7 separate regions of the Mus musculus genome follow, and regions 2, 3, 4, 5, 6 and 7 are each linked to region 1. A link is a contact called in public Hi-C, HiCAR-type, HiChIP or PLAC-seq and promoter capture Hi-C data. All regions are on one chromosome and are shown on one strand. The core of a region is the stretch at or near the end of the contact, and the rest is flanking DNA. Distances in the headings are between cores, read along the strand shown. Region 1 holds the start of Trim32 (tripartite motif-containing 32). Region 2 overlaps Tnfsf8 (tumor necrosis factor (ligand) superfamily, member 8). Region 3 holds the start of Tnfsf8 (tumor necrosis factor (ligand) superfamily, member 8). Region 4 overlaps Tnc (tenascin C). Region 5 holds the start of Tnc (tenascin C). Region 6 overlaps 8030451A03Rik (a long non-coding RNA gene). Region 7 overlaps 8030451A03Rik (a long non-coding RNA gene).

Evidence for each region. Promoter capture Hi-C pulls out the DNA fragments that hold promoters and counts their contacts. Hi-C and Micro-C count contacts between places; a contact is called where the count stands out from the background. HiCAR-type assays count read pairs that join an accessible place to other places. HiChIP or PLAC-seq counts read pairs in DNA pulled down with a chosen protein or histone mark.
Region 2: an H3K27ac HiChIP or PLAC-seq map of large pre-B cells shows a contact between it and region 1, with 10 times the contacts expected there. The contact joins the enhancer-like site here to the promoter of Trim32 in region 1. A contact is called at or near these places in 3 of 39 promoter capture datasets (the 3T3-L1 cell line, hippocampal neurons and second pharyngeal arch cranial neural crest) and 1 of 115 datasets of contacts at active chromatin or transcription factors (large pre-B cells).
Region 3: a promoter capture Hi-C map of stem cell-derived epiblast-like cells shows a contact between it and region 1, with 3 times the contacts expected there. The contact joins the promoter of Tnfsf8 here to the promoter of Trim32 in region 1. A contact is called at or near these places in 7 of 39 promoter capture datasets (the 3T3-L1 cell line, the C10 cell line, cranial neural crest and 4 more) and 1 of 115 datasets of contacts at active chromatin or transcription factors (large pre-B cells).
Region 4: a contact with region 1 is called in an H3K4me3 HiChIP or PLAC-seq map of embryonic limb bud, with 6 times the contacts expected there. The contact joins the enhancer-like site here to the promoter of Trim32 in region 1. A contact is called at or near these places in 11 of 39 promoter capture datasets (the 3T3-L1 cell line, 3T3-L1-derived adipocytes, the C10 cell line and 6 more) and 1 of 115 datasets of contacts at active chromatin or transcription factors (embryonic limb bud).
Region 5: a promoter capture Hi-C map of embryonic stem cells shows a contact between it and region 1, with 2.8 times the contacts expected there. The contact joins the promoter of Tnc here to the promoter of Trim32 in region 1. A contact is called at or near these places in 4 of 39 promoter capture datasets (the 3T3-L1 cell line, embryonic stem cells, hippocampal neurons and 1 more) and 2 of 115 datasets of contacts at active chromatin or transcription factors (both in stem cell-derived neural progenitor cells).
Region 6: a Hi-C map of cortical neurons shows a contact between it and region 1. The contact joins the enhancer-like site here to the promoter of Trim32 in region 1. A contact is called at or near these places in 5 of 39 promoter capture datasets (the 3T3-L1 cell line, the C10 cell line, frontonasal cranial neural crest and 1 more) and 1 of 484 Hi-C or Micro-C datasets (cortical neurons).
Region 7: a contact with region 1 is called in a HiCAR-type map of astrocytes, with 6 times the contacts expected there. The contact joins the enhancer-like site here to the promoter of Trim32 in region 1. A contact is called at or near these places in 3 of 39 promoter capture datasets (the 3T3-L1 cell line and liver) and 2 of 115 datasets of contacts at active chromatin or transcription factors (astrocytes and embryonic limb bud).

The regions. Positions count from the first base shown.
Region 1 is chr4:65,603,443-65,606,930 of GRCm38.p6, forward strand. Trim32 (tripartite motif-containing 32) reads left to right here and starts at 1,544. Exons shown (of 2, transcript NM_053084.2): 1 at 1,544-1,627. All of the region lies in intron 16 of Astn2 (astrotactin 2), which reads right to left.
Region 2 is chr4:63,838,681-63,842,168 of GRCm38.p6, forward strand. All of the region lies in intron 2 of Tnfsf8 (tumor necrosis factor (ligand) superfamily, member 8), which reads right to left. Among named protein-coding and RNA genes, the nearest start is that of Tnfsf8, 21 kb to the right of the region's middle. Within about 2 kb of position 1,976, at least 17 of the 459 cell types and tissues checked have an H3K27ac peak or open chromatin away from gene starts, as enhancers often do.
Region 3 is chr4:63,859,435-63,862,922 of GRCm38.p6, forward strand. It overlaps Tnfsf8 (tumor necrosis factor (ligand) superfamily, member 8), which reads right to left and starts at 1,850. Exons shown (of 4, transcript NM_009403.3): 1 at 1,416-1,850. The coding sequence starts at 1,625.
Region 4 is chr4:63,961,920-63,965,407 of GRCm38.p6, forward strand. Tnc (tenascin C) reads right to left here. Exons shown (of 27, transcript NM_001369211.1): 25 at 2,679-2,840; 26 at 68-231. Among named protein-coding and RNA genes, the nearest start is that of 8030451A03Rik, 21 kb to the right of the region's middle. Within about 2 kb of position 1,687, at least 4 of the 459 cell types and tissues checked have an H3K27ac peak or open chromatin away from gene starts, as enhancers often do. A contact at or near this core is called in embryonic limb bud, where this site is marked.
Region 5 is chr4:64,044,978-64,048,465 of GRCm38.p6, forward strand. It overlaps Tnc (tenascin C), which reads right to left and starts at 1,959. Exons shown (of 27, transcript NM_001369211.1): 1 at 1,772-1,959. The region is part of intron 4 of 8030451A03Rik (a long non-coding RNA gene); the gene reads left to right.
Region 6 is chr4:64,074,739-64,078,226 of GRCm38.p6, forward strand. The region is part of intron 4 of 8030451A03Rik (a long non-coding RNA gene); the gene reads left to right. Among named protein-coding and RNA genes, the nearest start is that of Tnc, 30 kb to the left of the region's middle. Within about 2 kb of position 1,828, at least 68 of the 459 cell types and tissues checked have an H3K27ac peak or open chromatin away from gene starts, as enhancers often do. A contact at or near this core is called in cortical neurons, where this site is marked.
Region 7 is chr4:64,147,609-64,151,096 of GRCm38.p6, forward strand. It overlaps 8030451A03Rik (a long non-coding RNA gene), which reads left to right. Exons shown (of 12, transcript XR_881356.2): 12 at 166-948. Among named protein-coding and RNA genes, the nearest start is that of Gm31115, 4.9 kb to the right of the region's middle. Within about 2 kb of position 1,508, at least 27 of the 459 cell types and tissues checked have an H3K27ac peak or open chromatin away from gene starts, as enhancers often do. A contact at or near this core is called in astrocytes, where this site is marked.

The sequences.
Region 1 (3,488 bases), core at 294-2,793:
GCCTGTATACAGATTCTCATCTATCCCAAATAACACACTCTACTGTGGAAAAGGCCTATGGATATTTATATTCACAGAACAAAAAACTCCTAAGTCTTAACTTAAATGCATTGTGGGGGATATCAGGTAGATGGGCTACAGCAAGATAGGGAAAGTTCTTTTATCTTTTCCGGATGTTATAACATTCTTAGTGGAAGCTCATAGTCTTCTAACTTTAACTATACATTCCAATGGTTTACCTTATAGTCAGAAGATTGTTAGGCCAGAGTCATAGGTTGTTAATAAATGGCCATTAAGAGAACTAAAGCTAGCCCAAGATAAATTGACTATGTGTCTACAATATGTTTTATCCTTTCCCAGTTCTAGGTATTTGGTCAGTCCATAGAATTGCCAGCACAGATATAATTTCTTCAAGGAACTTTGAGTCACATATTCTCTGGGAAAGCCTTGGGAGTTCTGGGTGCCTGGGTTGGCTCAGGGCTCTAGAATTATCTGAGATATCAAATTGTACTCAGAATGTATAATCAGGAAATCCGGCCAGGGATAAAATCATGTGAGAACTCCTGAATCACTGAGAAGAGAAACAAGTTGGAGAATGAATAGCCTGGTTCAGAGTTCCATCAAAATCGATGCCAGGTGTATACCGAACCTTGGACAAGATGTGTGGGACAGGGGCGGGAGTGAGGTGGGGGAAGGGGATAAATTTACTTTTCCCACCTTTCTGAGTTATTAGTAACTCATCAAAACAATCCTTAACTTTATTTTGAGATAAAGAAGTAGAAAAATGAAGTTAAGAGTGATTCTGGGAAATTAAAGCCAGGTTCTGACAGGTAGAAACTGGTTACTTTGCCTTTTAACCCCTAGGTCTCAGCTTCTTTTCAAAGTCTGTAGTCTGTCGGAAAGTGTCTAAAGGTATTACTGTTTTTGTTTTGTTGTCTTATCATTGTGCAGAGGGTACACAGCTAGGTGGAATTTCAAATATGAGAGCATAATATTTCAGATTCCTTCATATTCCTCACTAGTACTGTGTGTTTATCGCATTCAGGAGCAGGTATTACCTGTCCACAAACTACCTTCAGGACCAGGAGGTCCTGGCCACAAAACCTCCCGTCTGACAAGGCTCAATGCAGGCTTTTCCCTGTTTCTCCCTCTGCTATCCGCCTCTGCGCTGTTTGGCAAAGAAAACGTCTTTCCTAAGGGGCATGTGTTCAGTGACTCCACTTTGGGATGTGTCACAGGCAGAAACACCTAGCCCGGGGACCTGCAGCTCTTTGAAGGGAGTGTGCTTGTCTTCTTCAAAGAGGCGTCTGTCTGCAAAGTGCCCGAACTTTCTGGAGACTACTACTGGGGGATTAGCATTGACTAACCATGTTTAGACTCTGAAACGGGGCAGAAAGCTGCAATGGCCTAGGTTTCCGGAGCCATCCCTATCTATTCAGCTGGGCCGCGGGCGCTGAGCCCACAGACCTACAAGCCCCAGCATGCCTCGGGAGGCGGGGCAAGTTGACGGGCAGGCGACTGTACGAATTGGCGACTGCCATGGGAAGGACGTGCTAGCGCATGCGCAGAAGGCAGCGGGCGGGTGGGCTGGCAGCGGTGGACTCGCGTCGGAGCTGCGGGCGGTCAGGTAGGGGGCGGGAAGGAGGGTCTGCGACCAGGGACTGTGGTGGGTCGCGGGGATCCAAGATTGAATGGCAGGATTTGGGGACTGGATCGGAGTGGCAGGATCGGATTCGGAAGGGACGGGCTCAGGAGCGATTCGGCGGAGATGAGATGCAGCTGGGGGAGGGGAGCAAAGGGGCTGAGGAAATTTGCAGTTGCAGCATGTCGGGAGGTATGAGGTAATGTGGGGGCCATGCGGAGAGACGGGGTGCAGCATGTGGGAGATGGGAGGATCTGACGTCCCTGGAGGTATCTGGGTGCAGAATATCAGAAAGCATAAAGGAATTTGGCAGGCCTGGATGAGGTTGGGTGTTGGCGGGCAGAATCTTAGGGGCTTTGAGGAGATCGGTGTAATGATAGCAAGATCTGAGATCAAAACAGCCAAGGTCTTGGAAGATCCTAATTGCTGAAGAGAAAGGGATTTCTGTAGCGGAATCTGGGAAAGACTGAGGGGTGAGTTCCCGAGGGAATCAGTACCCAGTTAGAAAATCGCAGCAAAGGTTTGAAGGCAACACGTGAGGCAGGACGGGGGCGGAGGTGGGGGGCGGGGGTTGGAGGTGGCCCAGTACAAGATGGGGATGATGGGCAGATGAGCGATCAGATTGAAGGAGGGCAGAAATCTGAGGTACAGGATTGGAGTTTGGAGATGGCATACAGGGGTGATAGATGTGGGAATTTGAAAATAGATTAAAGGATGTATTGGAGGGATGAGGGACACATAAGAGCTATTGGTGAATTGCAAGGCTGCAGCATACAGTCTAAAAGGTTGAATGATAGATTTGGGATTTAGCGTTGAGAATGAGGTTTGTGGAGAATGAATGGTGGGGAGTGAATGCTGTAACTAGATTATAGAATTCAAAACCAAATGAAATTTGTGAGTAGGTTCTTAGGAGGTTTTTGTTTGTTTTTGTTTTTGTTTTGGTCTTGGCATAACTGAACCCAGAGGGTCTTCTGGAGACCCAGGGACCTGAAAGTAATTTATAAATAAACTATGTATAAATGAATGGAATTTAGGAGAATGTAAGGGTTTGGGAATAAAGACACCAGTCTTCAGAAATCCTGAAGGAGAGTTTGACATTCTTTGAAGGGCAGATTCTTCCTCACTTACTAACTAAAGGCCCTTTAATCCTGAGGCAGGCATGTATTCTGACTATACCCACTCTGACCACCCCCACCTCCTCATCACAGACCCGATATTATAGGCCTTGGGGAAGAAGCAGTGAACTACCTAAGGGCTTCTGCTACCTAGCCTTTTCCCTGTCCAAGGTATGAGCCAAAATGATCTTCAACCTAATATTATCTTATAGGAGGTCCATTATAGCTCACAGAGACAATGGTTCTGGGTGAGAAACAAAACAAGGTTGGAACAAGGCGGAGCCTCCTGTCTACTGAGTATTTAGCCTGTGCCATTACCTAAAGCCAGGGTTCTCAGACAGGGTGCTTTTGTTCTGCCAGGAAACATTTGACCGTGTCTGGATGGAGGCATTGTCAGTTGTCATAGTTGAGGGGTTGTGTGTGTGTGGGGGGGGGGATACTTGGGGGGGGGGATACTGGTTTCTAGTGAACAACCCCTACAATAAACTATCATTTAGCTAGAAATGGCAGTCATGCCAAAATGGGTCCTGGCATCAGAGTCAAGAATGCTCTGGTTAGATCCTGGCATTATTTATTTATTTATTTGTTTATTTATTTATTTATTTATTTTTCTCTTTCTGCTTTGTAACCTTTAAAGAGTCAATTGACCTCTCAGTGCACAAGCTCTTCAGGGACCTACGTCATAGAATGGCTGTGAGGACTCAGTGTACTAAATCAGGGTGCTTACTGTT
Region 2 (3,488 bases), core at 726-3,225, 1.8 Mb before region 1:
GTCCCTTCAGCAAAATCTTGCTGGCGTATGCAATAATGTCTGTGTTTGGTAGCTGATTATGGGATGGGGCCCCTGGGTGAGGCAGTCTCTGGATGGTCCTTCCTTTCGTCTTAGCTCCAAACTTTGTCTCTGCAACTCCTTCCATGAATATTTTATTCCCTATTCTAGGGAGGAATGAAGTATCCATGCGTTGGTCTTCCTCCTTGATAGGTTTCTAGGCTAATATCCACTAATCAGTGAGTGCATATCAAGTTACTTCTTTTGTGATTGGGTTACCTCACTCAGGATGATATCCTCCAGATACATCCATTTGCCCAAGAATTTCATAAATTCATTTTTTAATAGCTAAGTACTACTCCATTGTCTAAATGTACCACATTTTCTGTATCCATTCCTCTGTTGAGGGACATCTGGGTTCTTTCCAGCTTCTGGCTATTATAAATAAGGCTGCTATGAACATAGTGGAGCATGTGTCCTTCTTACCGGTTGGAACATCTTCTGGGTATATGTCAAGGGGAGGTATTGCTGGATCTACCAGTAGTACTATGTCCAGTTTTCTGAGGAACTGCCAGACTGATTTCCAGAGTGGTTGTACCAGCTTGCAATCCCACCAACAATGGAGGAGTGTTCCTCTTTCTCCACATCCTCACCAGCATCTGCTGTCACCTGAAATTTCGATCCTAGCCATTCTGACTGGTGTGAGGTAGAATCTCAGGGTTGTTTTGATTTGCATTTCCCTGATAATTAAGGATGCTGAACATTTTTAAAGTGCTTCACAGCCCTTTGGTATTCCTCAGTTGAGAATTCTTTGTTCAGCTCTGAGCCCCATTTTATAATGGGATTATTTGAATCTCTGGAGTTCAGCTTCTTGAGCTCTTTGTATATATTGGATATTAGTCCCCTATCAGATTTAGGATTGGTAAAAATTCTTTTCCAATCTGTTGGTGGCCTTTTTGTCTTATTGACAGTATCTTTTGCCCTACAGAAGCTTTGCAATTTTATGAGGTCCCATTTGTCGATTCTTGATCTTACAGCACAGACCATTGCTGTTCTGTTTAGGAATTTTTTCCCCTGAGCCCATATCTTTAAGGGTTTTCCCCACTTTCTCCTCTATAAATTTCAGTGTCTGTGGTTTTATGTGGAGTTCTTTGATCCACTTAGACTTGAGCTTTGTACAAGGAGATAAGAATGGATTAATTCTCATCCTTCTACATGATAACAACCAGTTGTGCCAGCACCAATTGTTGAAAATGCTGTCTTTTTTCCACTGGATGGTTTTAGCTCCCTTGTCAAAGATCAAGTGACCATAGGTGTGTGGGTTCATTTCTGGGTCTTCAATTCTATTCCATTGATCTACCTACCTGTCTGTCGCTGTACCAGTACCATGCAGGAAACACCAATTACTTTTCTTTGATTTCTCTTAACATCAAAGGACTCAATTACCCAATAAAAAGATATAGACTAACAAACTGGCTACACAAACAGGACCCAACATTTTGCTGCTTACAGGAAACCCACCTCGGGGATAAAGACAGACACTACCTCAGAGTAAAAGGCTGGAAAGCAATTTTCAAGCAAATGGTCTGAAGAAACAAGCTGGAGTAGCCATTCTAATATCAAATAAAATTGACTTCCAACTCAAAGTTATCTAAAAAGACAAGAAGGGGCACTTCATACTCATCAAAGGTAAAAATCTACCAAAAGTTCATCTACAAAATGAACTCTCAATTCTAAATATCTATGCTCCAAACGCAAGGGCAGCCACATTCATTAAAGAAACTTTAGTAAAGCTCAAAGCACACATTGCACCTCACACAATAATAGTGGGAGACTTCAACACCCGACTCACCAACGGACAGATCCTGGAAACAGAAACTAAACAGAGACACATGGGTACTACCAGTTACTTCCTTTATCTTATTGTCCAGATTCATTCGAGAAAGACCCTGGGGCCCCGAGAACAGCTAGAAGCTGAGTGAAGGGTTCCCTCTGCTGTCTGAGCAAGCTCACTACTAGAGGAACCCCCAGCAGAAGTAGGGGCAGTATTCATCTCTAGCTGTTCTGGACTCACACGGGGCTTCTGGCCCATCAAAGGCTGAAGGCCAGCTTCCACTCTCTAGATCTTAGCCCATAATTATCATCTAAGCAGTGTTCTTGTGAGGCTTGTTGCTGCCCTGCACATACTCGTGGATGTGTATAACCAGAAATTTGATCCCAAAGTGTAATAGTCTAAGGAAGTGTGACTGTTGTCCAATCTCATCTTTGGGACTGTAGAACATCAACCAAAAGAAACCAGAGAGATGCAAATCGGACTCTCTTTGCTGTGAATCACTTTCTAATTTATGTTCCCTACAGCTCTGATGGGCTTTTGACTCCTCCCAATCTCTCCAGTATCAGCCCATACCCTCCCTCATTTTATTCTGTGTCTTAATAGTAATAAATGTCATCACCACTACCACCATCATAACTAATGTTGACTATTTCTGTAATGTTTTACTGAGCATGCTACAGCCATGATTTCATTTTTACATTTTTTTACAAGCATCCCATAAGAGATTTAATTTTTACAATCATCCCATGAGAGATAGTTTACAGTTATCTCTGTTATTTACATTAGAAACTATAGGTTTTAAAAGTTTAACTGGAGGGTGGGCAAAGATGGAGCAGAGACTGAAGAAATGGCCAAACAATAACGGCCCAACTTGAGACCTATCCCTTGGGTAAACACTAATCTCTGACACTATTACGGATGCCATGTTGTGCTTGCAGACAGGAGTCTAGCATAACTGTCCTCTGAGATGCTCTACCCGGCAGCTGACTGAAACAGATGCAGATGCCGTATGAAGTATGAAGCAGAGGACTGCTTTGTATTGCCTCAGCAGGAGAGGATGTGCATAATTAATCCTGCAGGGACTTGATATTCCAGGGTGGGAGGGGATATATGGGTGAGGAGTGGGGGAGCATCCTCCTAGAGGAGAAGGGGAGGGGAAATGGGAAGAAGGACTCTGTGAGGGAGGAATGGGATGAGGGTGCAGCAGTTGGAATATAAATAAATAAATAGATGAATAAGAAAGGGTTAACTGGCTTGTTCTCAGCCACACATCTAGTTGCTAGTAGGGTGGAGATCAAAACTCAGTCAGTGTGACTCTAATGCCCAAACGGATTTCCCCCCACTCTACACAAGTTTGGAGACGTGCAGCTCCAGTACACAACTACATGGATATGCTTCCACCTGCATACCTCTGGTTCCTGTCAAGTGGAATGCCCTGCCTCTATCAAGCCAGTTGTCCTTTAAAACACATCCTGGCAGAGACTACTGTTTAGTCTCTCCTACTGATCAGCCAAGAAGATGCATTTGCTGAGTGGAGTCAACTAGACCATCTCTCTTATTTCCTTCTGTAGCTCTGGCTGGACCAGTGCTAAGGGCATCAGTGTAGTGAGAAGGAGTGCTTGCTTTTTCCCCTGGCAGGGAGAATATTGGCCTGACT
Region 3 (3,488 bases), core at 600-3,099, 1.7 Mb before region 1:
GGCTACTCTAATCTCTCTTGCCTGGCCATTACTGCAAAACAATATACATCTGGTGTATGGAAAATCAGAGTGACAGAAAGTAGAGAATGTGGAGAGAAGAGAAAGTGCCCAGAGGTTTGTCTGCGAGTCCTTCTTGGCCTGATGCAAACGATCCATGAACTGATGTGTCCCATCAGCTCTGCAGGCCAAGTGTGAATAACTCCCTTCTTACACTGCCAAGGAGGAAGGAGCTTTAAAGCTTTATTTCAATATCCATACTTGCTGATACTTGTAAGGCCCTAGCTTTCAGCAACTAGTATGCTGCAGAGTCTGTGGTCCAAGGCAACTTGGAAGAATTATAAATTAGGTGAGTTCACACTTGGGCAGGGTGTTGCACCAGTGGTATTCATACAGTATCCAAATCACCATGCCTGGATCTCACCCCAAGCCTGTGAGTCATGTGAGCTGACCACGCAGTCCTTTCCAGACAGTGTGTAAGAGTTCTCTCTCAAGGATACTTTTCTAAGCTACGGTTTGACTTTCTCCCCCTACCCCCATTTCAAACAAACGAAATTTCCCAAGATGGTGTGGCCCTGCACATTATGTGTGCATCTCAGAGGGTACAGGTGACAAAAACACTGCTACTTTTCAACACCCTGAACTCTTCAAAGCCAGTGGCTTGTGAGGAAGCTTTCGATTTCTTTTGTGGGTTTTAACATTGAAATAGCAGAGCTCTGGGAAGACTTGGCCTCTCTCTCTCTCTCTCTCTCTCTCTCTCTCTCTCTCTCTCTCTCTCTCCCTCTCCCTCTCTCTCTCCCTCTCTCTCTCTCTCTCTCTCTCTCTCTCTCTCTCTCAAATATCACAGTCTTTAAAAAGTAGCTCCTCACTAAAAACAAGCAAGCAAGCAAGAAAACAACCACAACAAACAAACAAACAATAGCAACAACAGACTCTCGGCAAAAGAGAGGCCTCAGAAGTCCTGGGAGCACGGATTGAGGACATAACCTTAGAATTAGGATGAGCGCCTTACAGAGGTGATACCCACATGCGCACTCGCCATCAGGGCTCCCTATGCTTCCTCCCTCCATACTGTGAGGCTGTGACCCATCTGGGCTTCAATCTTAACTTCTCAAGGTCAGCAGCTCTTCTGTTGGCTCCAGTACATCTGGAAATTTTTGAGCTCATGTCCAGTTCTATTTCTTTTAAAAAATTCCCACTGAGTGCAGAAAGTTCATTTCTAGTTTTTCCCCTTTTCTCTGATATAATCTCTCTCTATATATGCATAGTTTTACTTATTTTCACTTTTTAAATTTTTTTTTTTTTTTTTTTTTTTTTTTGCTCCTAGTTAAACTATTCATTAGCTTCCCAGAGCTGTTCCTCTAGAGGACACACATTATAAATGAGGAAAGAAAAGCAGAAAAAAGATGTTTACTCACCTTTTTCTGGACTACCAGTACCAGAATGATCGCCACTGCCACAACAAGGCACACCAGTGCGGTGGTGCTGAGGTAGAAGTAGCTGCGACTTGTGCTTCTCCAGGGCCTCGTGCTTCTCCAGGGGCTGGCTACCGAGCCGGGCTGCACCTGCATGGCTGGGTCAGGGGAAGGAGCCCCACAGCTGCCTGCTTGTTGCAGCCCTGGCTCCATGCTTTATATAGTCTGTCCCACATCACACCTTATCTCTCCTCATCTGATTCGGTTCTGTACCCAGCTCTGTTCCAAGAAGGATTTTCCCCTGCATCCTGGATCATGTGACTTGGAAAAAAGCCTTCACCAGTTGCCGGATGGAGAAACTCTTCTCTGGGGGCGTGAGGCGAAGGGTGGCTGCAAGGGTGGGGGAGAGGTTCATTTTTCATCGCCTGGGATTAATCTGAGTGCAGAGAAATTGTAGCGAGATAGACGATGGTTGATGTCAGCGGGTGGTAGGAAGGAGACAGTTCCGCGTGAGTGTACACCAACCACTTCTGTTTCCTTTAGGCTCAGCCACAGAACGCCTTGCCGCGGGGACCCTGCACACTGCATGATCCATGCTGGTGGCCCAGGAAGCTTCCAGATTAGTCTCTTTGCTGGGTCCCTGGAGATGGCAGTCCTTTGTCAGCAGCACAATGACTGTTGGGGTTGTCCAACAATTACAGCATGCTCTAAACTGGAAACATACCCATTTCTGGGAAAGAAGAGCCCACTGTTTGGGCATTTACCTACCTGGAGACAAGGTTGTGGCAGTAGGATATTTGAGGATAGTTTCAAAGACATGGTGAGAGAAGAGGAATTTGGAAATAATTTGCTGTTGAACCAAAGCTCCTCTATCTCTTGCAGGGTGCTCTCCAGGGCTGTTAAATTTGCCGATGAAACTGGCTTGCCCTAAAGTTCATACTAGGGGAAGAAATTAGTGAGGGGGTCAGGAAGGGGAGGCTCAGTGCTGTGGAACGAGTGTGTGAAGTGTCTGTGGGTTGTATGGGGGTGCAAATAGTGTTCCAGGTGTTTGTGATGAGTTTGTGGACAGAGGTTACTAGAATTGAACATTCTGGCTCAGGTACAGTCTTGGGAACTTGGCTTAGAGGCTGACTTCACACTCGTCACCAGCCTCAGAGGCAAGTAGTATTTCTTCTTCACAGCATAGAGAACTGAGACCCAGCATAAAAGCATTCTTAATCAAATCTACCAGTGTTAATCTAATGGTAAAACTTGGTGGTATATGCAAACCAGCCTGGCTCCAAAAGCCTGCCGGACCCTTTCCTTACAGGCTGAAAACCTCAGGTTGCATCTTAGCCTTTCCTCTTCTCAGCATTGCTCCTTGAATAAGTCAACGCAGCCCCTGCTTTCACCCCAGTCTGCTTTGCAGTCATGGGGAAGATCAAACAGGATGATGTAAGAGGGCTTCCTGAATGGGAATGGACTTGGCAGCTGTTGTTGAACAATTCCTGTTAAACAGCCCAAGTTGCCCTCTGGGCCATGTCTGGAATTTCATATAATAAATAGATTTCTGGGACACAGAGCTGGATCGTATCTGTTGCTATGAATGACCTTTCTTTCAGAATATTCTCTAAAAGCTTCAGAGCTGCCTCCAGATGTGGCCTTCTGAAACCTCACTTGCTATTTCCCTTGAGGTAGACAGCACCTTCTCTTTTGACTATACACTACCTCTGCAGGTCACAGGACATGTCAGAAGCCCCAAAGAAATGCCGGATCCAAAGCCCAGCTCAGATTATTTAGCTTTCTGGATCTGTGTAGATCTCTCTTTGAGCATTCTGCAAGGCAGCTTAGACTTAGGAGATGGTCTAGAGGCCCTTTTTGGTGAGTTTATAAAATGAAAAACCACAGAGGAGGGATAGGTAGTGAGGAATGAACTGGTGAGTATCTTCTTCGAGGGCAGTGTCTCCATCTGGTTGTCAAGGAAACTGAGCCTGGGGTTTGGAAGACAGATTTGTCCTTAGCCACTTGTCCTGCTGGTTTAGATAGGGCAAGGCAAGTTAGTGTTTTGGGGGGGTACACTTGTTTGATTTGGGGAGA
Region 4 (3,488 bases), core at 437-2,936, 1.6 Mb before region 1:
CATTTTCTAATTGAAGTGTCCTTCCCTCACCCACATCTTGCTTCTCCAACCTTGTCAGACTACTCACCTGACTGTGGTTATTGTCCCCATATCTGCCCATCAGGTTGACACGATGACAGTTCTTATACCAGAAAGCTCCTTTGTAGGACAGGGCACAGTTGGTGATGGCTGAGTCTGTGTCCTTGTCATAGGTGGAGAAGGATCTACCATTGTGATAGTTCATGGAGTCACCTTATTGAGAATAAAAGGGAGAAAGATAAGAGAGAATAAAGACTCCCCCCAAATCAAAGTCTCCGAAGGTTGTCAAGGGCAGAATCAAAGGCGGGGACTGAAAGATCCTTGGGTACACTGGCACTGAACCTCAAACCGGACTGAGGATCAAAGCATGAGACATGAATGTCACCCCCAAGACTTATCTCTGACAGAAGCACTGTTATAAGTTAAGAAAGAAGGCTGCAGGTGGTTCTGGAAAGTTCCATTGAAGTCCATCTCTCTGTCTTTCTAATTGTGACCTGTCACAGGCTGAGCTTCCTCTAAGCTTTCTTTTTCTCATCTAAAAAAATGCAGACATCCAGTGGATTCTGTCTAGCTCACAGCGCTGTTCTAATATACTGTCCAGAACGTTTTTCTGGACAGGGAGAAGTGGCATACAAAGAGCCAGGGTTGTTGTTTATGATTTGTCTATATTTGCTTTGCATAAAAGACCTATGAGGACAGGGTGAGAAATTTGCATTTAATAATGATGTGTGTGTCAGGCATGGTGGTGGACATCTGTAATCCCAGCATGCGGTGGGATGGGCTAAGGCAGGAAGTGCATATGTTTGAGGCCAACGTAGGCTTCATAATGGGACCCCATAAACTTACAAACAAAGCAAAAATAATAACAGAGGGCAGGTCCCTCATATACAAAGGTGTCTGGCTACAATCATAATTAAGACCTTCACTCTCTAAATGTTGTCAGGTAGCCTGGGTTTCTTGTAATCATTTTTAAAAGAGTGTGTACCAGGCTGGTGTTGTCTGATTCTTACCTAAGAACCTGCTTTTTCATAGAGTGCTACTTGAGAATATTATCTGAGTCCTTCTTACTCCCAAGCCATAGGGCTGTGTGCAAGCATTCTAAGACATCCAGGTATTTGATGCTGAGATCTTGGAGCAAGCTGTCAAAGCTCTTTCAGAGTCTTTTTAACTAATGATGATACCCATGAGTTGCAGGAGAGCAAGCAGATATTGATGAAGCTTTCCTGTGAGGCGCTATCACCAAAGCATGCTGGAAGCTACAACCTGAAAACATGGCTCTGAGTGAAGGGAAAAACCAAGTGCTCTCCTCCACCAGAGATACAGAGAGAACGTAAGTCATATTCTTGTTGGTTGGTGGATTTTCTTTCCAAGTAACAAGATCCTTCTTGACATGATCTCAGCCAAAGAGGTATTTATTGTTAGGTGATAAAGTGTCAGATTTTTTTTTTTTTTGAGGCATGTAAGTGTTAAAATAATTTCCAGCCCTGGCTTTCTCTCTTCCATCACACCAAACTGCCTCTCAAAGGGGCTCTGTGTCCTTCTTACTGCAACCTGGCTCTGGCACCTATTAGTCAAAGGTGAAGATTTTTTCCTTTCTGGAGGGGCTCCCAGAGGGGTCACAAATCTGTCTCCTGTTTAAATAATCATAAAATAAGGCCACCCAAAGAGGCCCTGGCTTACACAAGATGGTCTGCATTCTTGACCCAGCCCCTCTTTGTTTACACTGTTCTCTAGGCACACATGGCTGGGTGCGCATGTGTACACACACACACACACACACACACACACACACACACACACACACACACACTCACATACTCCTTCTGTGAGCTGAAATTTCCTGAATTTTTCCAAGCCACTTTTCTCCTCTTTATATCATTTTCCTAAAAGACGTTTGTGAGGGTTCAGTAGTTGAAAATACCTACAGAGAAGGATGCCATCTCATAGCTCTGTTATTAGTTTCTCCTTTAATGTGGAGCCAGAAAGCTGTACAAGGGTCACTTTAAGTCAAAGACAAAAACCTCTATTCTCCCCCAAATAGTATAAATTGGCATGTCTCTTATATACAAAGGTATCTGGCTACAGTCATAAGTAAGACCTCAGACCACTAAATATTGTCAGATAGCCTGGGTATCAGGTAATCATAACCTAGCCCATTAGGGTTATAATTTAGGTGAAGAACAAAAGGTTGCTTGGCAGTCAAAAGACTAACAATGCTAGGAATGTAGGCATCACCAGGGAACTTAGGAGAAACTCATCTTAACGTCTCCCCATGACATCCCAATATATCAGAATTCACACATCAGCAGATTCTCAGAGACATCAGATACCCATTACAAGGAAGCTTCTGGTGAAGATGGAGGCCTTTGAAAGACCATTTTCCTATCACCACTCTACAACCACTAACTACAAGAGAATAAGAAACATATTCTTTTAATGAGAGTCATTATAATTCAACCATAGTTGACAAGATTCTTGACCTACTCTACCTCTCAGAGACCAGATGTTGCAGATGTTGGCCTAGACCTTTTTAATGATAGTTCTTCTAGATCAGCATCCAGAAGACATTCAAATATCTGTTGATTCAGAACCAGGAGTGGTGAATGCGTGAATCCATAGGAATTTCATGACTCCAGACTCACAGTGTAGCTACCCCATACCTGCTGTTCCACTGTATCCTTCTACCTTCAGCTTGTAGCGACTCTTGGCATCTCCAACACTGAATCTGTCGTACACAGCATAGGCAGACTCCCCATGGTCTTGTAGGTCCACCCGGAGCTCATACTGCCCTTGGGCTGTGATTTTGCTCAGGTTATCCAGTCCTGTGGATGACGGGCAATGTCTGGTAAGCAATCACAGGTGACTGAGGAGGTCCCTACCACTCAACAGTGGGACATATCCTGAAAACTTGGGCTTGAAACATTCTCTGTTTGCTGGTATGAAGGCAGACAAAACAAATCTCATGTTTCTGAGCCTCAGAAGAAAACAGTTCAACACCTTTGCTTATCAGCTTCCTATTGTATTGTGAAGGTCAAAGGTGATAATCCAGGGACGTGACTTGTACACTCTAAAATTTATAACCAATGTGAAGCAAAGGATAACTTTGGGATGGGGTGTCTTAGGCTCGGACAGTGGAGCAGATAACAATGCTTTGTCCATGTGGTTTGCTGCAAAGTGTCCATGATGAATGATGGCCCTGTTATACTAGTTTGGGAAAATTTGAAGGACAGTGTATTTGTCAATTGGCTAGATTGCCATAGACAAACCATACAACGTCCTTGAGGGTCTGTTTTCTCATGAGTAAGATGGGAATTCTGCTCTTTGCAGGGATGTTCTAGGTGAAAGATTACAACCAGGAGACCCATCTCAGTGTTTGAGCTTAAGAGGAAAGCAGTTCACGACAGCACTGAGGTTGGCTCCATAATTGGTTTTAGTGTCTGACTTAATGCAAGGTTTGTCCACAGGTCTGG
Region 5 (3,488 bases), core at 709-3,208, 1.6 Mb before region 1:
GAACAAATGAGGGAGTGGGTGATTACCAAGCTTGGCTTCACCCATTCTCTCTGTCTCTGTCTCTGTCTCTGTCTCTGTCTCTGTCTCTCTCTCTCTCTCTCTCTCTCTCTCTCTCGTGCTCACCCCATTTGAGTAACCCAGAGAATATTCACACACTGCACCCCCTTCTTTCCCTAGATGTGGTCACATTCTTGGAATGTACCAGGCCAAGGCACACTACCCCCATCCCCCATGCCCTTCGAAAGCCTTGGTTCATAGGACAGGAGAACTTTCCATCAGCTTATTTAGACAGAGCATGCCTCTCACCAGCCCTGGTGAGCTTTGTTGCATCTCAGGAAAGGCAGTGGGGTGGGGAGCAGCTTTCATTTCTAAGGTGCATATAGGGAAAGCTCTATAAAACAAAGAAAAAAAAAGATTCCACGAAAACACACGAAAAAGAGGCATTCACTCTTAAAGAGAGCTCCCAGTCTGGCTCATCCTCTGAGGCAAAGAATCTGATTCCAAAGACCACCAGCCACACAGCACTCCATAGCCAAGCACTTCAGCCTGTAAATGCCTGAGGACATTCTGGAGTCAGAACTCCAGATTCACATCAAGCCCGAGGCTGCCACCTTTTCTCCTAATGGTGCCAACACACCCCTTGCTTGTAAAACACTACGTGCCAGGCTAGCAGGCTGTCTCAGATTGGGCAAGATAAGAAGGCAGAGGCTTTGGGGGTAAGCAGACACACTGAAAAACTGGGTTAAGAGGCCCCGCTTTTCACGTCCAGGGTGTTGGCAGCTTTGGGCCATGACAGAGATTGCCCAGTTGCTGATTTGATCTTTTTTGTTCCTCATTCGCTCCTCATTATAAGGGGAGCTGCTGTCCCCACTTTAGAGAAGTGGAAACTAAGGTCCATAGAAGTTACATATTTTCCTGACACATTTATGTTGTAGTGGCACTAGTGGGAATGCCCAAGCCACTTCTAGGGTCAAACCCCAACCTCTTATTCCCCCTGTCACAACGATGGCATAGAGGAATCTCTGTGCTCTTTCCAAAGTTCACCAGGGAAGGGAATATGTTACTGGGGTTCTGGGATAAAGTGTCAGGAGGGAGGCCGATTTGGGAGCAATATGGGGTTCAGATGCCTCCAAACCTTCTACACATGCCCCACCTGAGGTCTCTGAATCAGGAGGATGGCACCCTGCTTCAAGAACCCACAGACGTGCCCACCAGTTTCATCTTACAGCCTGTGGGCTTTTCATCCGTGCCCAGAACTCATCTCCTAGCTCTGGTATCCAGCTCTTATCTTTCCCCAGAGTGGACACTGAGGATCAAATGGGACAAGAGGGGAACGAAAACTGTCAAGTGCTGAGACTGTGTAGATGCACGGTTGTGTTCTCCCTACTACGGGTACGTGGTACTCATCCCACCCAAGTGCTGTGAGTGAATGCCACTTTAAAATGCAACTTCTCTAACGCTCCAAAAGGGGAAAATCCACAGGTGAGAATCAACGAGGTAAAAGGGTAAGAGTTAAAGTAAGACATTTCCTCCAAAGAAAGGCAGAGACAAAACTTTACCAAAAGTTCCCTGAGTTCCTCTGACTATTGACAGATCCATACCAAATACATGACCGCAGGAGGGCAAGCACAGAATAATCGGGCCGCATCTGATCACACCGGGCTTGGAAATTAAACAAAAGTTTTATAGTTACAAACCCACATCTTACTGGGTACCGGGAATGCCAGGAGCACACCAGAAAGATCCTGGGTGATGGGATCAACAGACTCACCTTTTCCAGGTCGGGAAAAGCAAAGTCTCTGGGTGCACCAGCTCCGTGAAGAAGTACCTGGGTTAAGCCACAACGAGTTCCCAAGCGCGCGGTCCCTAGCGTCTTCCCAGCCACTGTCTGTGCCCACCAGAGGCTAGGGTGTGTGTCTGCGCGCGGGAGAGACGCGTGACAGTAGGCAGGCTGTGGCCGGAGCAGCCAGCTTTGGCAGGCTTATATAGGGAGCTCCTTCCTCTGTAATGGGACGCCTCGCCTCCAGACATCCTTTCCCACTTTTTTTTTTTTCAGTTGGTGAGTTAAAGGCACAGCCCTCCCAGCGGAACAGGGTTAGCTCATGAAAGACGCACTCACTCCAGGCGCGCCGCCAGCTAACGGACCATTTGCATACAATTTATAGTGAAGAAAAAAAAAAGTAGGAATTTCAGCTCCCTCCGCCCCCGCAGAGTAGTTGTTAGTGAAGTGTGATTTTTGCATTGCTCCACAAATGAGTATTCTAATTGTGAAACAGAAGCCTTGGGAACTGGGATATGAGGGAACTGGATCCTGGCGCTGCTCCTGGACTAGAGCAAGCTGGAAACACGACCTGGGTTCCCTCAGGCTCTGGGCAGCAGCTGCGGGGTGGCACCTCGGAGAAAGCCTGAGGGCTGAACCTGAGTTCCTGGAAAGAGGAGATCGAGGAGAGTTGAGCAAGCCCGGGGCAGTTCAGGTTTCTCTTGGCCAGCTTGGAGATAACCCAAGATTAGTTCTCAGCAGGTGGGAACCATACTGGGAGCTTAGAAAAGTGAGCTTTTCTGAAGCAGGACCCAGCGGTGCCCAGCTGCCTGGAGGAATCTTTATCCAGATCCCAATGTCCCCTCAGGAGTCACTTTTTGACATTGTTTATGCCACATACTAAGTGCTTTCTACTTAGTAGGGTCTACTAAGTAGGGTGTAGTACTTAGCTCAGGGTGTACTCCTGAGCTCTCAGTGTACCTAGGTGCTGAGTGAAGACTTTTTTTTTTTTTTCTTAGAGAAGCACTAATATATTTCAAAAGGTAACACTATTTAGGTTGAAGTCCTCATTTAGCATGTTAAAGTATCCCCAAGGCACCTGGGGCCAAGCTCAGCTCACGGTACTTCTGGGCTTGTTTGGGACAGTGCTTATACCCTGCAATTTAGAGAAGCAGTTTAATGCCATCAAGGAATTGTGCCTGGGAAGCACTTAGAATTCATGGCTCCATGACACATTGGTGACCAGAAACAGTGAGTGATGCTTAAGTAGGAAACTGTCACCCATGACAACAGACACAGCTGCTTTGCTGGACTGTGGAAAATGCATCTCTTTGTTCTGTAATTTAGAAGAGACTTCTGATGTTTTAATTAACAACTATTATCGGAAATTTCAACCATCCACTTACTGATTGATACCATCCTTCAGCCTTTCTCATAACATTTAGTTTCAATCTCCCTGGGAGAATAAAGCAAGACAAAATTAGGCTATCCCTAGGGTGGCACCGATTCCAGGACTCGAAGACTGCCTGCTTAAGTGTTCCCTATCCCCCCCCCCCCCACACACACACACACACACACCGCTCAGACATCAGGAACAGCCATAAATAGTCATGTCGTAAAACGACTCATTTGAACTTTTAAACCATTTGGGCTGATTCAGATGTTGGTTGCTTTGGGAATTTTTTCATTCTGCGTGTTAGCCAAAACATATTTCAGTGGCACAAGCCTG
Region 6 (3,488 bases), core at 578-3,077, 1.5 Mb before region 1:
CTTTGAATTAGACTTAGACTTGAAGTCTCCTTCTTGGCTATCTCAATATGGGTCTCCACAAAGCATTATAGCTGGGGAACAGACTCCACTCAAGGCTGAATGCTCTCACTACAGTGGGAACAGGGAACTTCAATCTGTGCCCTACTTGGCATATATCCCTGACAGACACAGCCACTCTAGGGAGCCAGCCTCTCTGACTATAAGAATAGTAGATTGGAAGCAAATTGATCTTTTCACAGCTGGCCATTCTCCTCTCTTCCTCAGCTTGGACCAAGCTCAGAACAAGGTCAGCAATGTACTTCTGCCACAAAGCTTGCATTGTTGAGGATTGCCCTCTTTGGGGAAGACATCTTATTCCCCAAGACTCTCCTCTGTAGTTTCAACTGTGACAAGCTTGGAGACAACGTAGCTATTCTTTTCCAAGAGTCTCCAAAGCAACACCCATTTTTTTGTCCATCCTGTTTGATAAACATGTACTGTTGTTATGCTATTCTCAATGTCATTCAAAGTTTGTCAGATGACTCAATTTAACAGAGTATAACTCCTTACTCATCTTTACTGGAGGTCCATGCTCAGTGGGTTTGGGACTCCAAAGTAAAGTAAAATGAATAAACCAGGGGAAAGAAGCTTATGCAACTGTCTAGTTGCACTGTGTATAAGTACTGTTCATCCCATTGCTCAGTTCATTTTCTTCACACTTGTTTCACTAGAGAGACAGTTATTTTTGCTTATTGATCAATTGCTTGTCTCTTGTAGAAGACACGGGCTCCACAATATAGTGATATTCTTTAGTTCATGATTCATCATATGTCTTTAGAATATCTCCTGGTACCTTGGATGGGGTTGATGTGCATTGCAGAATGAATGACGTTGATGAGCAACTCCTGTGTTATGCAATTTCAAGCCTGTGTACTTGATGCATAACCTGAAATAAATAAATATTGTATTCATTTATGGCTAAGAACATTGAGAGTCACAGAGCAAGCAGTACATCTAGACCCATTCATCTGATAATGGGTTGATCTGGGATTTTCATTTTGGCTTGGTGTATTCCAATCTTATCTCATAGATGAACAGGACTCTTGATTATTCAAAGTCTAAAATATTGGAACATTTTTTAAACATGAAGACTGATCATTGACATGCCAAGGTAAACATGATACAACCAACAGATGCATACATTCTGTCCCTAGTCCAAAGAAACAAACCTCCAAATTACTAGTATGTATAACTTTTCATTTATCTGGTTAGAGTCAGTATAGCTAAGATTTGTACATTTGTTCACATTTAGAGCTCTTTGAACAGAATAATAAGGAAAAATCTAAAAGAATTTTAATTTTATATCAAGAAAAAGTAGGACTGGAGACTAAAATTTAACATGGTTATGTTGTGCCTACAGATTATTTTACATGAATAATTTTTCTTAGTTCTTATGACAGCAATTTTTTTCTTGTACTTTTTAATCTGAAGTAGGAATTTTGAAGCTCAGCTTGATGAATCCATACCTTAGATTGGAACAATGTTTGAATTTATGCCAATATTGCTGAAGAATTTCTCTTTTTCCTGTCCCAGTGCATATGCTGGTCAGGACTGTGGTCTCAATGACCTCATACCATCACAGACATGGAGTGTGCTGCACCATGGCTGAGAGACAGCCTCCCTTACAGCCTAGACAGCTCAAGAACTAGCTTGGGGTTTGGCATCACGCCTGGTATGAGTCTATCCTTTAGTTGTTTCTTTCTATTGTTGGCCAACCCCCCAGGAAGGCTCGTCTCTTCTGTGCAATTCAACTGAAATGAGAAGTTACCACAAGGATTCTGGAAGCCCGCACTCCATGCTGAGATTTTTTTTTTCTTCCCTGAGAACTGGCTGCATAGTAATGTTCTGCGTCAGTCCTTCCAGATCCCAACTCAAAGATTCACAAACACTGGCTCCCCTGAGCATTGGGCTGCTGGTTATGATGAAATGTTAGCACAGAAGAGCTTTCTTTTTCTATTTTGGGTTTCGAATCAGGACAGCATGGTTACAGGATGATTTATGCACTTTGAGAACTTTAAAATGTTTTGTTGCTATGCCTTCCCCCAGGCATTTCTCTTATCACTTGGACTCAGCTTGATGCCTCTCTGGAATCCGCTTGTTCCCCTATCATCTGTGCAACACCAAACACATGTCTTCAATCTGAAATCAGAAAACTGAAAATTGGAAGCAATTGATTCTAGAAAGATCCCAAACAGACTGCCATTTGGGCATAATAAGCCCCAAAGAGGTGGCATTTGTAGTATTTGGGGATGGAAATATCCATCTGTAGTTGCAGCTAGTTCCCCCCCTCCCCCGTCCCATCCTGACTCTTAAAAAATGAAAAAGTTAGAAAGCAAGGAAAGGGTTTCCCTAATGGAATTGCTATTTACTGGATGACTATTATGCATGCCCTCATTTGGCCTATGACTGCTATTTCCTCTATGGTGGACACAGCGATGGATGTGAAGAAGGTACTGGCAGGTCACATAAAACCCCATCCTCAAAGAGCTCATGGTTCATTGCACTGGTTGGCTGAGGCACGTGTCTTGCACACTTCTCTGTCCGCTGATTGTGCTTCTCTCTTGTGTGCCATCATTGCTGGTCTTTTTCCCGGTTACTGATGATCACCTCATTTCGAGATCTCCTGTGCTCCTGCCTGCGCTCTTCTCCCATGGTTAAATATGTTCTTTACACTTTTACCCTACACAACTTCCAACTCTTTCTCTAACTTTCTCATGATTCCAGTCCAAACAGGACATCCAATCTCCAAGACATCTCCCTCCCACACAAAATTAGTACTCTTATGTGTTCTTGGATGACTCTTTGTTTCATGACATTTGTCATGTACTACTGTAGCCAGCTATACCTTTATCCACTTTTTTCTTCTGTCAGCTTCTGAAGAAAAAGGGTGAAATAATCATGTTGACAGATATGTACCAAATGTATGGCTAATGTTGGCTGTTTAATAGCTATTCTTGGCACATAGAAATGGTCTGTCCAACAGACAAGTAAAATTAACTTAAATAATGTCACAGGGACTCTTCATGTTATGTATTTTTTGGGACAACCTCTCACATAGCTTAGGCTGGCCTTGAACTTGCTATGGACTTAGCTTCTGAACCTGTAAGCTAGCCCCAATCAAATGTTATCCGTATAAGTTACCTTGGTCATTTTGTCTGTTCATAGCAGTAAAACCCTAATCAAGACAGTGGGATTGGATTGACCTTTGCATACTATCTACTTGAAAATCTTTTTGAATCACATCTAAATTTTCAAGTACTCCACCACACAATTATAGGATCTACCAGATTGAAATTTCCCCATTGGCCCTCTGATTAGATTTGGAGTCCATGCTTCATCCTGTGATCTTCTGGGCTTTGTCTCAGACTGCTGGATGATGTTGCTCTCACAGCTGTTGGAAGTGACCCATTGATGCAGTTGGCAACAGTTGCTCAGCATCTGATCAGAAA
Region 7 (3,488 bases), core at 258-2,757, 1.5 Mb before region 1:
CTGATGTCAGTTTTTTTACAAATCAGTTTATGAAAATTTGCATTTCAAAGAATACTCATTGACAAAATATATTCATTATTACTTTAAATAAGTATGATAACTTGTTCGAAAATGTAAATACTTTACTATCTAAATTGCAAAATAACTTGTCTCTTTACATTCTAGAGAGAGGAGAGGCATGCTTTGTGTTGGGCTCTGCATTCTTGGGCAGCTGAAGCAGAGTGAGAAACTGGCTGATGTGGAGAGGCTCTTACATCCAGGGCTTGGACTTCCGGCTTGCTGAATGGAAGTGATGAGCCTTCCCCACGCCCTCTCCCCTTTTGGATCCACGTTGCTATCTGTGTCAGAAGGCTCTGGAAAATTTACACCTGCACACCTGCTCCGTTTTGTGTTCCTCTTGATTTTATGAGTGGACAGCTGTGAGCTACAAGGAGCTCAACAGTTTAGAACCCCTCCCGCAACACGACATGAGAAGACACGGTTTCCCTCTCCTTTTCCACACTCCAGGCTCTGCATGAGACGTGTGAAGGCTGTCTTCCCAGCTTGTCACATATAATTAGGATTTCTGAGACTTCTTCAGAGAAAGAAAAGGGTTGTAATTTTCTGATGTCACTGAGTCATTTTGGTATAACTTTCTTGTTCTTATTGAGGTGGAATGTGTGTTTGTGTATATGTGTGTATGTAAGTGTAACATACATGTATATATACACACATATGTAACATGTGTATGTGTGCATGCATGTGTGTTGTATGTGGAATGTAGTAACATTTAAGGAAATGGATATAAAGTGTTTTTAGACTTGTCTCAGTCCAGTTATCTGCTTCCCTGAGGGCTATGTCATTCCCTGTGCCCAACAAAGTGTCCTGAGACATTTCCTGTTATGTATTCTCTGCCACTTGTATAGTTATTTGTTTTGTCCTCACAACACAGTTCAGCTCTGTCCATGGGATGGGGCAAATGGGTACAGTCTTTTTATAACTTGATTGGACACATCAGTATGAAGGCAGAATTAAAAAGAAAACACTATTTCATTTACTTTAATTATTATAAAATCTTCAGAAGAGAACTAGGTATTCTGGATTTATGTTTTGCATATAGCAGTTGTTTTTTAAAAAACAGAAAAATCATGTTTAATAATGCGAACATTGTTTTCTCTTGTGCTATGGAAGCTAGTTCAGTATGTGTGTACTTAAATAAGAGGAAAGAGGCTGGAAGCAAAATAATGTTCTGGTCTCTACCCAAAACATCCCTTTTTTTTCCTCCCTCTTTGCAAAGTCTTAAAGTCTTAAAAGCTGTGGTGATTAGCTTCCACACTTCTTTCCTAAATGCAAAGTGAGATGCTGGTTTATGGACCAGAATGAAAAAAACCAAGAAGAGCTGAGACTCTCACGGGACAGCTTGCCAGTGAAGTCTTCCAAGTCCAAGAAGCTTTACAGAAGTTGGAGGTGCCCTGGAAAGGGACCAACAGCCTTTTCAGCTCTTTACCCATCACTAATTCTGGCTCCAGCTGGACTCCGGCTTGCTGATGAAAGGGAATGAAAGCCGTGGGCCTCCAAGGGCATTTTGGATGGAATCTATTCAGTCTGCATTTACTTGCGCTGCATTATGAAATCTCCATGACAACAGGCACATGTCTCAGTGTGTTACATGGAGAAGGACTCTACTTTGTCAGGAGAATCTGATCATGTGCCACTTCCTTCCTGGGTGTTGGAATGGGTTCCACCTGGAGTTGGTTTCCCCTCATCCAAGATGATGGTAATACAGAAAGATATCTGAGGCCAGCATCCAAATTCCTGAAACCACCATAGATCCCACTGGAGACATGTGGGAATGGAGTTTGCTTCGGTGGCAGTTGGCAAGCATGGCACTGATGAGAAGTTGAGGCTGAGGCACCCTTTCTGCTTCAGTTGGCTCTCTGATTTGGCTGGTTTCTGAAAGTTATGAGATGAAAGGGTGGGCGAGACTCTGGCCATCATTATTCTGCTCTGAGAAGTATGATTTTTGAAGCTGCTAATACTAAATAAGTCTCACACAACATCCTGAAATTATTGTCCCCCAAACTGTCTGTCTTTAGTCATTTTACAAGCCTGAGAGATGTCTACAACAACAACAAAACAGAACACTGCAAAACAAAAAAGCAGAGTATTGGTCAGAAGAAAAGCTAGTTCTCATCAGCTACAGTACCCATACTAGAATTATCTACCATATGAGATATTTTAAGGAAAATAATTGATTCTCATTTTCAGCATGCTTAGTTATTAATCTCCCAAAGGAGACAACTATTATGTTTCTGGAAAATAAAAAACCTGATTTCCATTTGCACATGTTTCTCTTGGAGGTAGGGGAACTATGTCAAAGACTGTGTCATGAGTACCTGTCTCCCACAGTAGATTCTCATTTTCATTTCTTTGTCAAGTTCATTAATTTTTATGTATGGTAGCTAGAATCATTAAAAGTTTAAAAATCAGTCACCTTAGGACAGTTTACTAATGGATGCAGAATCATTTCACTGATTATGGAGTTTATGTTTAGGCATAAAAGTTCAAGAACTGAGAAATTTATCAAAGAGCTAAAAGAAAATCTGCCATATGATGCATCCATACAGTTCTTTGGTGGACCCAAAGAACTTATTATCTAACAGTAGGGAAACTTGCTCAGTTGTTCATTGTTGCTGTCAAAATAACTAGGAAATGGAAAAAGCCTAATTATCCTTCAAATGATGAATGTGATCCATATACACTAAGGATTACTATTTAGATGCAAAGCAAAATGAAATAATGAAATTTCCAGGTAAATGAATAGAAATGGAAACTGTTTTTCTAAATGAGATAATTCAGACCAAGAAAAAAATGCACATGCCCTTGTTTAGATGTAGAATGTGATTCTGACTCTTTAGGTTTGAGGATGTAACTTGAAGTAACCACAGAAACCAAGAATATAGAAAGGGATCATAGTAGAGTTGTGAGCAGGAGATATAGAGAGGCGGATACAGGAGACTAATGGGGGGGAGAGGGGCGGGAGGCAGGTGACTTCATAAGGTGAGAAGGAGAGTAGAGGGAGTGGAGGCAAGGAGACTTAAAACATAGCTCAGATGTTTGAGAAACTATAGGGAAACATTTTACAAGGTTAATACACACACACACACACACACACACACACACACTTCTCAAGTGAGGTGATAACGCTTCCCTCTCATTAGCCATAGAGTTTCTATAATAAATCTCCCATCTAGTCGTTAATCAGGGGTTTTTAAGAGATGCCCCTAAACAATATGGGCTATTATATTATATAGGCTATTGCCATTGCCTTTTGTTGCCTCCCAGAACTTGAAAGCAAGATTCTATAACTGAAGACATGACATACTCTGGACACAAGATTTAGAGAAATCAAGCTGGATTTAACCTAGATGCTCTTCCCCAAGGACTTGCTCTTATTCTATTCAAAGTTGCTTTGTAAACAACAAAGGCAAAAATGTAACGAATAGTTA